Regions from separate parts of the Triticum aestivum genome. Here region 1 is linked to region 2. Evidence: chromatin contacts called from public Hi-C data. All regions are on one chromosome and are shown on one strand. Each heading gives the region's core, a stretch centred on a gene start, on an enhancer-like site or on the middle of the called end of the contact. The rest is flanking DNA. Distances are from core to core; before and after follow the strand shown.

The links. A called contact is a pair of places that touch in the nucleus more often than the background predicts.
Region 1: a contact with region 2 is called in a Hi-C map of leaf, with 7 times the contacts expected there. The contact joins the enhancer-like site here to the promoter of LOC123138293 in region 2. A contact is called at or near these places in 3 of 5 Hi-C or Micro-C datasets (leaf and an unstated tissue) and 1 of 1 datasets of contacts at active chromatin or transcription factors (leaf).

The regions. Positions count from the first base shown.
Region 1 is chr6B:612,161,992-612,167,366 of IWGSC CS RefSeq v2.1, reverse strand. No RefSeq gene overlaps it. Among protein-coding and RNA genes, the nearest start is that of LOC123134553, 14 kb to the left of the region's middle. Within about 2 kb of position 1,421, at least 3 of the 8 cell types and tissues checked have an H3K27ac peak or open chromatin away from gene starts, as enhancers often do.
Region 2 is chr6B:611,769,423-611,774,100 of IWGSC CS RefSeq v2.1, reverse strand. LOC123138293 (probable histidine kinase 6) reads left to right here and starts at 1,662. Exons shown (of 11, transcript XM_044558242.1): 1 at 1,662-3,050; 2 at 3,958-4,191; 3 at 4,320-4,489. The coding sequence starts at 2,730.

The DNA of each region.
Region 1 (5,375 bases), core at 172-2,671, 390 kb before region 2:
AGAGGATCGATCGAGACCGCACATCTACAGCCCAGGACACGATGGGACATGACACATGCTTCATCATATCTCAAGGCAACACACTATCACGAGCCGAGATCGATCTATGCAACTCCCCTACGCGCCTAGGCACGTAGCACGTACAGTACCTATCTGACAGCTCGCCTGACCGACGGACGCATGCTTTGATGGTCGACATCGACTACAGGTACAGGCACAGGTACAGTGCCATGCCTCCTGACGAGCGTCGCATGCAGCTGGACGACGTCTACTCCGCTCTACAGGCTTATCACTGTATGATCATACATGCAGACAATTCCCTCCTCTCTTTTTTATGCGTGCTCTGCATCATCCTTTTCTTTTCTTATTCGTTCTCGTTGCGTCGCATGACGGGAGGAGCAGCCTTCGCCCAGAAGCTCGGCCGGTGTGCGGACAGGAGGGCGCAGAAGCGTGATGCGATCGTTTGTTTTCCGTATGTGTCCGGGGTCTAGATAGGTGCCTAGATAGCTGCTGTGGCTAGTCAATGCGGCAGGCACGTCACCTGGTACGCACGCAGCATGCATGTGACTTGTCTATCATCTCATCCGACACAATATAATAATCCGGCGTAGTAGTGCAGCTACGCCGGCCGGACGTGCTGGATACCGCGGCTCTACGTATATTTCCAGGGCCCCGTGGGTACTGGGTACTACTACTACTCTACTACACAGACAGAGGTGACACTGTAATGCCCGCTTCAATGGCTGCAGGAGTTAATTGGCAGTACGTACGTATGTCCTCGTTCTGTTCCTTAATTGCGTGCTTAATGTTAAAGGAGCAACAAAGTTATGTGTTGCAGGAGTCAGGAGTGGCTCGTCTCTTGTGTCTAGACCAGACATGATCGTCTTCTTGCGACGGGAACTGAAACAAGTTGGGCGGTGGGCCCTGGAGCGCATTTTACACAGCCTCAGATTGCAAGGAGCTTGTCGCGGACATACACAAGGGCAGGGGCGGCCGTTACGCGAGCATTGTTAAAGAGATCATCTCCCGAGGTTCACAGTTTTCAGCATGCTCCTTCATCTTCAAAGGACGCGAGACAAACTTTGAGGCGCACAGCCTTGCCAAACACACTTTGGGACTCTTTCCGGGACGCCATCTCTGGCTACTTAATCCCTCGGATTTATCTTGTATTCCTATGTATTTGGATATTGATCAATAAATGAGAGTGTGTTTGGACTCAAAAAAAAAGGTACGACCGATCACAGTTACTCCATCTGTCAACTTGCCATATATCGCGTCCGTACGGGCGGCCTTGTGCAAGATCTCCCTCAGCAAGTACGTAGGCACGCAGAGAAAAGTCGACGCGTCGTCCCTCTGTACCGAGCGTACGCAAGTGTTGCATGCATGCGCACGACACCAGCCCTGTCCGCCCACGTAGGGCCGTGGTTAAGGTCAATGCCAAGTACCCCACCCGCCGTCCTGGTACGCGCACCCCCGCGCAGCGTTTGCGTTGGCGCGGCGATGCCTCCGTCGATCCATCATCATGGCATGCACGCACTGCCCCACATAAATATGCTGATCGGCTGAAGCAAGAGAAAGGCAATGAAAAATAAAATGAACCACCGTACTGGTGGCATCACATGAAAGCCTTCCCGGCCTGCCTGACCGCAGATGTCAGCACGCGGCGCAGTGGCGCAGCGCTGCCGCCGCTGGCTGGCCTGACTGGCTGCCCTTGCCGCTGCCGCTGGCTGCCATGCGAGCCCGGGTAGCCAGATCAGGAAGGAGCTTTTGCGCCGGTGGGGAAAAGCCGGCAGCAGCCCGTCGTCTCCTGGTCGCAAGCGAGCACCACCCACGCATTGGCATGGCATGGCATGCACTGACGCGCAGGCCGGGGAGGGGCTCTCAATCATGGCGATGGGTGGGGCTTTATCGGCCCGCGCCGGGATAAAGAAATCGGGGGCGGCGGATGGGGGGAAACGAAATCAATTGGGAGGGGAGAGGAAGGCTTGCTAAAGAAGGCTTAAAGAAATGGGGTTGGTGTGTCTGAAGTCTGAACGAACGAGCGAATGCGTTGTGTTGCTTTGCTGATGGGAAATTTAAAACTGGGTGGGCAGTGTCGTGTCAGTGCTCGGAGACGCAACTCTGTCAGGGTTGAGAAGCTGGCGCCATCATTTTGACCTCTGGACTACTCCCTCCCTCCGTTCCAAAATATAAGTCTTTGTAGAGATTTCATTATGAAGTACATACGGATGTATATAGATGCATTCTAAGTGTAGATTTATTCATTTTGCTTCGTATGTAATCCATCTAGTGAAATCCCTACAAAGACTTATATTTAGTAACGGAGGGAGTATTTTTTAGTGCTGCTACACTATGCTACTACTGGTATGGGTTCGGTTTGTTCTACATTCACCAGCTTGACTTGTGTGTTTCTTTTTAGAACGAAGACTTAAGAAGAGCCCGGCTTTGAATTAACAAAGCCATCAACCGGGCAGGATTACAGAGATAAGAACCACGAACCACATAAAGAAAAGGAAAAAACATGGCAAAGATACAAAGGCGCTGGGAGACAGCTCACATAGCACACAACCAGCTATATACCAGATCAACATGAAGCTAATAGCTAGGAGATGCTAGGGACCTCTTGCACACACGCAACCAAGGGGAAGGCAACTGCCAGCTTAGGGCAAGGAACCGACGACGATGAGAGGCATGCCATTGCCCGAACACCAGGGGCTTGTGGAGAGCACAGTCAGACAGTGCCATCGTCAAAGAAGGCCCCTGCCTCCTTGCCTGGCTCGAAAGGCGCCGCACCGTTGAGCGATGGGCTAGTTCACCCTAGAACCTATCTGAATGGCACCCAAGGAAGCCACAGGAGCGGAACCAGGCGTTCCTCACATGTCGACGGCGACTCACCTAGAGCCAAGCAGCCCCAAAACCGAAGATCGGGCGAGAAAGAGGGTGAGCTGCCAGGATGAAGGGCAACAGCAAGGGCCAAGACCAAAACTCAGAAGCTCGGCACTCTCGGCGAGCTGGAGAGGGAAAACCACCGGAGGAGGGGAACCCTATCCCCTCCCTTCCTGGAGATCCACGGCACCGGAGGCCCTCAAAGCCGCACGAAGAGCACCACCATAACAGAACCCCGCACCAGGGAAGGCATGGCTGCCGCTGGAGACTTGCTGTCGCCGCCGCCGCACCCCAAACCGCACCACCCCGAAGCCCGCCGCCCCACTTGTTCCCAAAAACGGCGTCTTCAAGAAGATTACGGCGCCTAGGGCGTCGCCGTCGTCCAACAAAGTTTGGGTTTTCACCCGGGAAGCAAGGGGGCATGGGATGGGGAGGACAGGACCTGACCGATGCCTCCAAGGAGGTGAGCGGCGCCCACGGGCGTCGCCGCCGTCGCGCCAGCAAGGCTGGCTAGGGGTTTCCCCCGGTCCTGGAACCCCTCCATCCGCTCCCACCCACCGAAACCAGCCCCCCATGTCGTAGCAGACCGGATCTGGAGGGGAGAGGAGCACGCCGCTGGAGAGTTGGTGTGGAGGCGGCCAGATCTGACACTGCGGAAGCCGGAGCCGACGCCGGGCCCAGATCCGCATCCTCCGGAGGTCTCACCGTCCTCACGGTCAAGACAGCCGGCCCACGCCCGCGCCACCAGGAGCCAAAGGGCTGGAGGCGCCACACCAGACGGGCCGCCGCCCCAGATCCCGCAGCCCCCCGCGCGCGAGGCGAGGCAGCGAGGACCCCGCCGCCACCATCATCAGCAGCACACCAAGATGGCCCGACGGCTGCCTCCGGTGGCGGCGAGGGGAGATCAAGGAGGAGGAAGGTGCGGCGGCGGGATTCGGTTTCGCCCCTCGAGTCGCCCGAGCGGGCGACGCGAGGGAGGGGAGGGGCACCAGGACTTGTGTGTTTCTTTTGCACAAATACTACACCTAGCAGCAACATGTAAAAGAACATTGATTAAATGAGTGTGCATTTTGTGGTGTTGTGGTACAGTGGCAGTAATCTTGAGTCCGAGTCTGGAGTCTGGACCCACAACACTCATCGTTAGTACTACAGACCGCAGCGTTAGTAATGCTAGCATCAATCAAGTTGGTGCTAGGCTGCTACAGTAGTACTCCTATACTTCGCCGCAGTAGTTATTAAAGGATTATAGAGCAGCTAGCGCGTGCAGTTGACTCGCAAGGTTTTCAACCTTCCATCACCAAGGAGGCAGTGTACCTGGCCAGTAGCTGAGCTGTGCCAGTGTGCTAGTACTACGTCACAGCGATCGTGGTTAGTGGGAGGAGTACAATTTATTGCCATCGTTCGTACTCGCTCCGACGTCGTGCCCCGGCTCCGCGTGGTTTTATAGTCTTTTAAATCTCGCATGGGTGGACCGACACCCTTTCTCATTCTCCTTTCACCTCAATTGAGTCGAAATTGGAAATTTTTGTTGCTCCGCCAATCTTGTAAAATCCCCTTCGTCATAGGGGTATGGCTAGTTGATCTTCTAAACAAATCTAGCCAATTTCCTTTCGGGAGATGAATAATTTGACGACCAAGCCACATGTTCAGATCGGGAAGTGGATGGAGCACTCTCCCGGCGACGGCGGAGCGGACGCGCGGCGACCTTCGCCGCACACGCAGGCGTGGTGGTCGAGCGCCACCGCGGGCGACACCGGCGGAGAGGCCCTCGTCTCCCCGGCCACGGAGGTCCCTGCGTGAGATTCGCTGCCGATCGACGCCGATGAGGGATCGACTACGCGGGGACCGCGGAGGGGATTTCCTGTGGCGGGGAGGTTTTGGGAGGGACAGAGTGAGGAATCGGATGAGGAAGAGAGGGAATTGAGGAAGGGTGAGGTGGCGATTCTGGAGAAGAGGCGCGGCGCTCCGGTGAGGGTGAGACTGCCTTTTGTGCCGCCGGTTCCGATCACGGAGGTGAGATGGCGCCATCGGGTCAAGCAATGGGCGCCAGGGGCGGTGATCTTGTCACCACGGCCGCGTCCACAACCATTCAGGTCAGGGGCGCGCTACAGAGAACCATCAATTCCTAATCCGCCAACACTTGCGGGTTTTATTTTGCAGGGATTTCTGCAGCGAGATTCCGCCATTGATGACGTCACAGGTGAAGCGGGGGACGAGTTTTTTTGAAAGCTACTGGGCCTAGTGCTATTTCTTCCCACTGGGCCTCGAGGAAAGCTAAGCCCAAGCCACTGGGCTCGATACAGTCGATACTTCAAGGGCTGTGGCTGCCTAGGGTTAGGGGAAGCATCCCTAAAGACGCAACAGGTCGGGAGAGAGCGGTGGCAAGCACTGAAGCACAACAGATGGCGAGCGGGGGGAGAAGGGACTGGCGTGAGCGCCGGGATGGCTTCGATGGAGGGCGATCCAACTGGAGGGGGCGTGACCGGGCA
Region 2 (4,678 bases), core at 413-2,912:
GGCAAGAGGAGACAATACTGTCAAAATCTCACATTCAAGACACCGCACGATCCGATGTGCACGTGTATGCTGTTGGTGAATCTAGGCATAGTCACCACCCTAAATAATACAACACAAACCTTTAGTACAACGTCAAGATTGCAATTAGCCGCCACTATCTCCGTCGAACTTGACCCAGCCAACATCATCGACACTATCACGCTGTACTTTTTGTTTTGTAAAGGGAGTGTTTCTATTGGCTTCTTTTGTGTGGTTTTTTTTTATGAAGAAGGCGTTTCTATTGACTTATAAGATAGCAGCCAGGAAAAGCAAACACCAATACATGATCGTAGCTATGATTATGCGAACTAAAAAAAAGCAACGATGATCCATACCGAGAAGTTGTTGAGCCACCGAAAAATAATACAAGCTCGCACAATCCAAACATGGACTCAACCACGTAGACTAAAAACCATGGTTACACTACTGAAACAATCCAATTTCCAAGAGTCATACGCGGAGCCTAGAACATCTGTCGGCATATGAATTATGTTAGTTGCAGATCAAACTGGCGAGAAGAGACAATACCGCCAAAATCTCACATTGAAGGCACCCGATGGTCCCACATCTCCGCCCCGCAAGTGTATGTTGGTGATGAATCTAGACATACCCCTCCCCCCCTAAAAAAAGCATTACAACACGATTCTTCACTTCACCGCCATGGTTGCAATCAGTTGCCACTACTTTGCGTCCCGCTTCACCTGACCATCCGCACCGCTGACCAACATCATCGTAACTCGGCAACACAAAAGAAATCAGCAAAAACGCCACCAGTCATCATTATTGTCTAAAAAGGCCTAACTTCAAAACGATGCCTCCAATGGGGAATACGAGCTGAGCGCCGCTATCATTCGATCCAGGCAAATCCAGGCCTAGGGTTTCCCTCAAAGCATTTTGGGAGCGGAGTCAAGGATTGCATGTCAACGCCTTCAACAAGTGAGCGACGCCCTTGACTTTTGCCAGCACTCCTTGCCCCCCCCCCCCCACCATCGAAACACCAAGACAACTGCTCGTCGCCCAAGGGGTCCGCCACGATCAACGCCCCGCCGTGACATGTGATGTAGGAGGATGGTCGTCGCACTTGAGGCTGGAGGTCGTAGTGGGGATGCTCTATTGTCTGAATTGTTGTGCCGGATGAAGATGTGGACGCCTGGAGCCGACCGCCCTTGCCGCAGCCCAAAGCCACCGCCAGGTGATCTACCGCTCAACGACGAAGACAGAGGTGGAGCCCCGCCGCCATCCTTGGCCTCCGCACGAGCTTCGCCCGACGCTGGCCTCTGATGGCGATGAGGCGGGAGGGGGCAGATGGCTGCGAAGGTGGCGGCGACACGCTGTACATTTCATTGGACGGATATAATTCCCCGTGTTTGAACATTTTGACGTCCAATCATGTATGAAAACCCGCACACATCATGACACGACGCCATCGTCTTCTCGCGAGGCGACCGGCCTGATCGCGCCACCCATCGCTGTAGTGAGACAACTTTAGCTTGCGTGTCGATGGAGGAAGGAAACCAAACCAGACCAAACCAAACCACGCTGTCTTCAGCCGGCGGAGCCCAGGAGGGCGACGAGGTGAACAAGGGAACAAAAAGGAGAGCCATCCGAGACCGATGTAGGGGGCCGGCCGTTCATTTCGCTTTGCTTCTGCAGTTCTGCTTCTGGCCGTGTCCGTGTGTGTGTGTGGATCAGACGGGGACGGACCACGGGTGGGTTCGGCCGCCCCGCACTCCGCCCCCGCGCCCCGCGCTCGTCCGCGCGCTGGCCTGGCACCCCCTACTGGCTGGCTCTACCTCGCTCGCTAGCAGCCGCAGCCGCAGCCGCAGCCACCCCACCCGGCTTCTTCCTCTCCCTCCCTCCCTCTCGTCTGGCCTGCCTGGTTGGTTCCCTCCTCCCTCGCCACGGTCGCCGTCGCGGGATCGCCACCACCGAGCCCCCACTGCCCATCACCCGTAGCTCTCTCCAGCCTACAGCAGATCAGCAGCAGGAGTAGGCCGCAGCGGCAGCGCCTGCCCAGCTCCGCCGCTGCTGCCGCCGCGCGGCCGTCGATCTCCGCCAGCCTTTCGCCCTCCCAATTCCACCCACCCACCAAAAAGAGCCCCTACACGCCGCCGCCCGAGGCTAGCTAGCTCGCTCGCTCGCCCGCGCTTCGTGAGCCGCTCCAGCATCGCAGGAGGCCGGGCCTGTGGCTGCGAGGCGAGCGCCGCTCAATTGGCTTGCCGGGGGACGCCACGCCACGCGGCGGGCCTTTGTCCAGAATATTTCCGGCACAGAAAAAGCTAGTAGAGCTAGCGAGCGAGCCTGGTGCGATTCCTCCCCAATTTTTAATTGGCTTCGGCAGCCGCGCCAGCCAACGGCGAGCCCGCCCGCCCACCCGCCAGCCGGAGGTAGGGGAGGAGCACTGGAGTAAAGAGGCGCTGCCGCTGCGGATTTTATTAATGCGGTTTAGCGAGCGGGCGGGCTAGCTAATTATTTTAGCGCCGCTGTCTCGGCTGGGAACTCGCGAAAGCTCGGCTCTTTTGAGGCCGCCCCTGCCCCCGCTCGCCGCCTCCTCCGCCCAACCCCTCCGCGCCGCGCTCCCGCTCTCTCGCTTGTTTTTCTTCTGGGTACCAGTGCGCGCCTGCTTTCGCTGGGGCCGGGGCCGGCGGTCGTCGCGCATTCCCACAAGCATATGGTGCGCATTGTGCGGGATGGGGAGTAGTAGTAAATTGGGGGAAGCCATGGAGGAGAAGGGGGGCAGGGTGGGGATGGGCAAGTACGCGGCCAGGAGGGGCTGGAGGCGCCTGGCGGCGGTGGCCTGGCTGGTGGCGGCGGTCGCCTGCTCGGCCGCCGTGCACTGGCAGCTGCGCCGGGAGACCATGGAGCGCGCCGAGGAGCGGCTCGTCAGCATGTGCGAGGAGCGGGCCAGGATGCTGCAGGAGCAGTTCGGGGTCACCGTCAACCACGTCCACGCGCTCGCCATCCTCATTTCCACCTTCCACTTCGAGAAGAACCCCTCCGCCCTCGACCAGGTGAGCAAACAACACAAACGAGCTGCCGATTTGTTTCTTCCTCTTCCTCCTCGATTGATGTATCCGTTCATTCGTTCATTCCCATGTCGCCGCGTGCTTCCAATCCCGCGGCAATGGCGGGCTCCAGAAATCCTAAACAAGTATAGTACTAGCAAAACATGGTTGTTGCATCTCTTTAAAAAAAGGATATTTCCTCGTGGTGGCTCGATGCTTACAGAGTTGCAGGCTAGTCGTTTAGCGGCACATTATTGTTTTAGTCGGTTCGTTGTGGGCCTCTTGATCTTTGAATATGTGGCATTCTTGCAGCTGTTGTGTTTTTTTCTATGCTCCAAACCTCCAAGACACAGAGTCAGAGACGTCTCTGAACTACTAGGCCGGTAGAAGAAGAACATTGCTCTGTTTGTTTTTGGAGTGGTTAATGGTTGGGTTTGGCCAATGCTTGACCGACTCCATTTGTTTATGCTCACAATCGTAGCAATGCAGTGCTGGCTGCGGTTGTCCAGTGATGGGTTCTTGATCCTACTTTTTTCTCCTAAAATATTCCCTAAAGGTGTCCTCTTTTGGGAATTCCGAGCCCGCTGCTTTTGTTGATTAAGTGGTAGCTTTAGACTTTTAGGAGTACCTTGGCAAGGCAATATGGTATTTGAAGGCACATTCTGGTTGTTGCAACAAGCAACAATGAGTAATGCCCTAATTTGGTTGGTGGCCCTAGTTGCTATCTTTTTTTTTTTGGATACTGACCTAGTTGGGTGAGTCTCTTGCTATAATAAAAAAATCACATGGATTAGGTGCAGTTTAAACTTGATCTTTTCTTACTTTCTTGGATGCTCTTGGTTATTCAATCTTAAATCTGTCAATTCGCTGCTGGTGTGCTTTACCCTACATTTTGCTGAAACTTTTGCTGCAGGATACTTTTGCAAAGTACACGGCAAGGACATCATTCGAGCGTCCGCTGCTAAATGGGGTGGCTTACGCACAGCGCCTCTTTCCTCATGAGAAGGAAACGTTTGAAAGACAGCATGGATGGATTATGAGGACTATGAATCGAGAGGCTGCACCTCTCCAAGATGAGTACGCCCCGGTGATTTTCTCCCAGGATACGGTCTCCTACCTTGCGCGCATGGACATGATGTCTGGGGAGGTGTGATTTCTTACTGCATGATGGTTTCTTCTGTCCGTTGATTCTTAGTTCATTGAGGGCAGGGGACACGTTGTGTTGCAAGTCTTAAGTTTGGTTCAGTGTAAATAATCCGTTTGTTTCGCATGTAGGAGGACCGAGAAAACATCTTGCGTGCGAGGGAAACTGGCAAACCTGTGTTAACAAACCCATTTCGGCTTCTTGGGTCGAACCACTTGGGGGTAGTACTCACTTTTGCAGTGTATCGCCCTGATCTACCTGCTGATGCATCAGTTGAGCAACGTGTGGAAGCAACTGCTGGGTAAGATGATTGGACTATCTTCCAAATGTGATGACCCATAAAACCTGTATTTGCATGTCATTTCTTTAGTGTTGGCTATACAATACTTCAAGGCATCAAAGCAGATGATTCGACATAGCATACAATAACCTAGAGAACTTGCATTAATGTATCATTATTCGTACATATATAGTATTAACTTATTGTCCT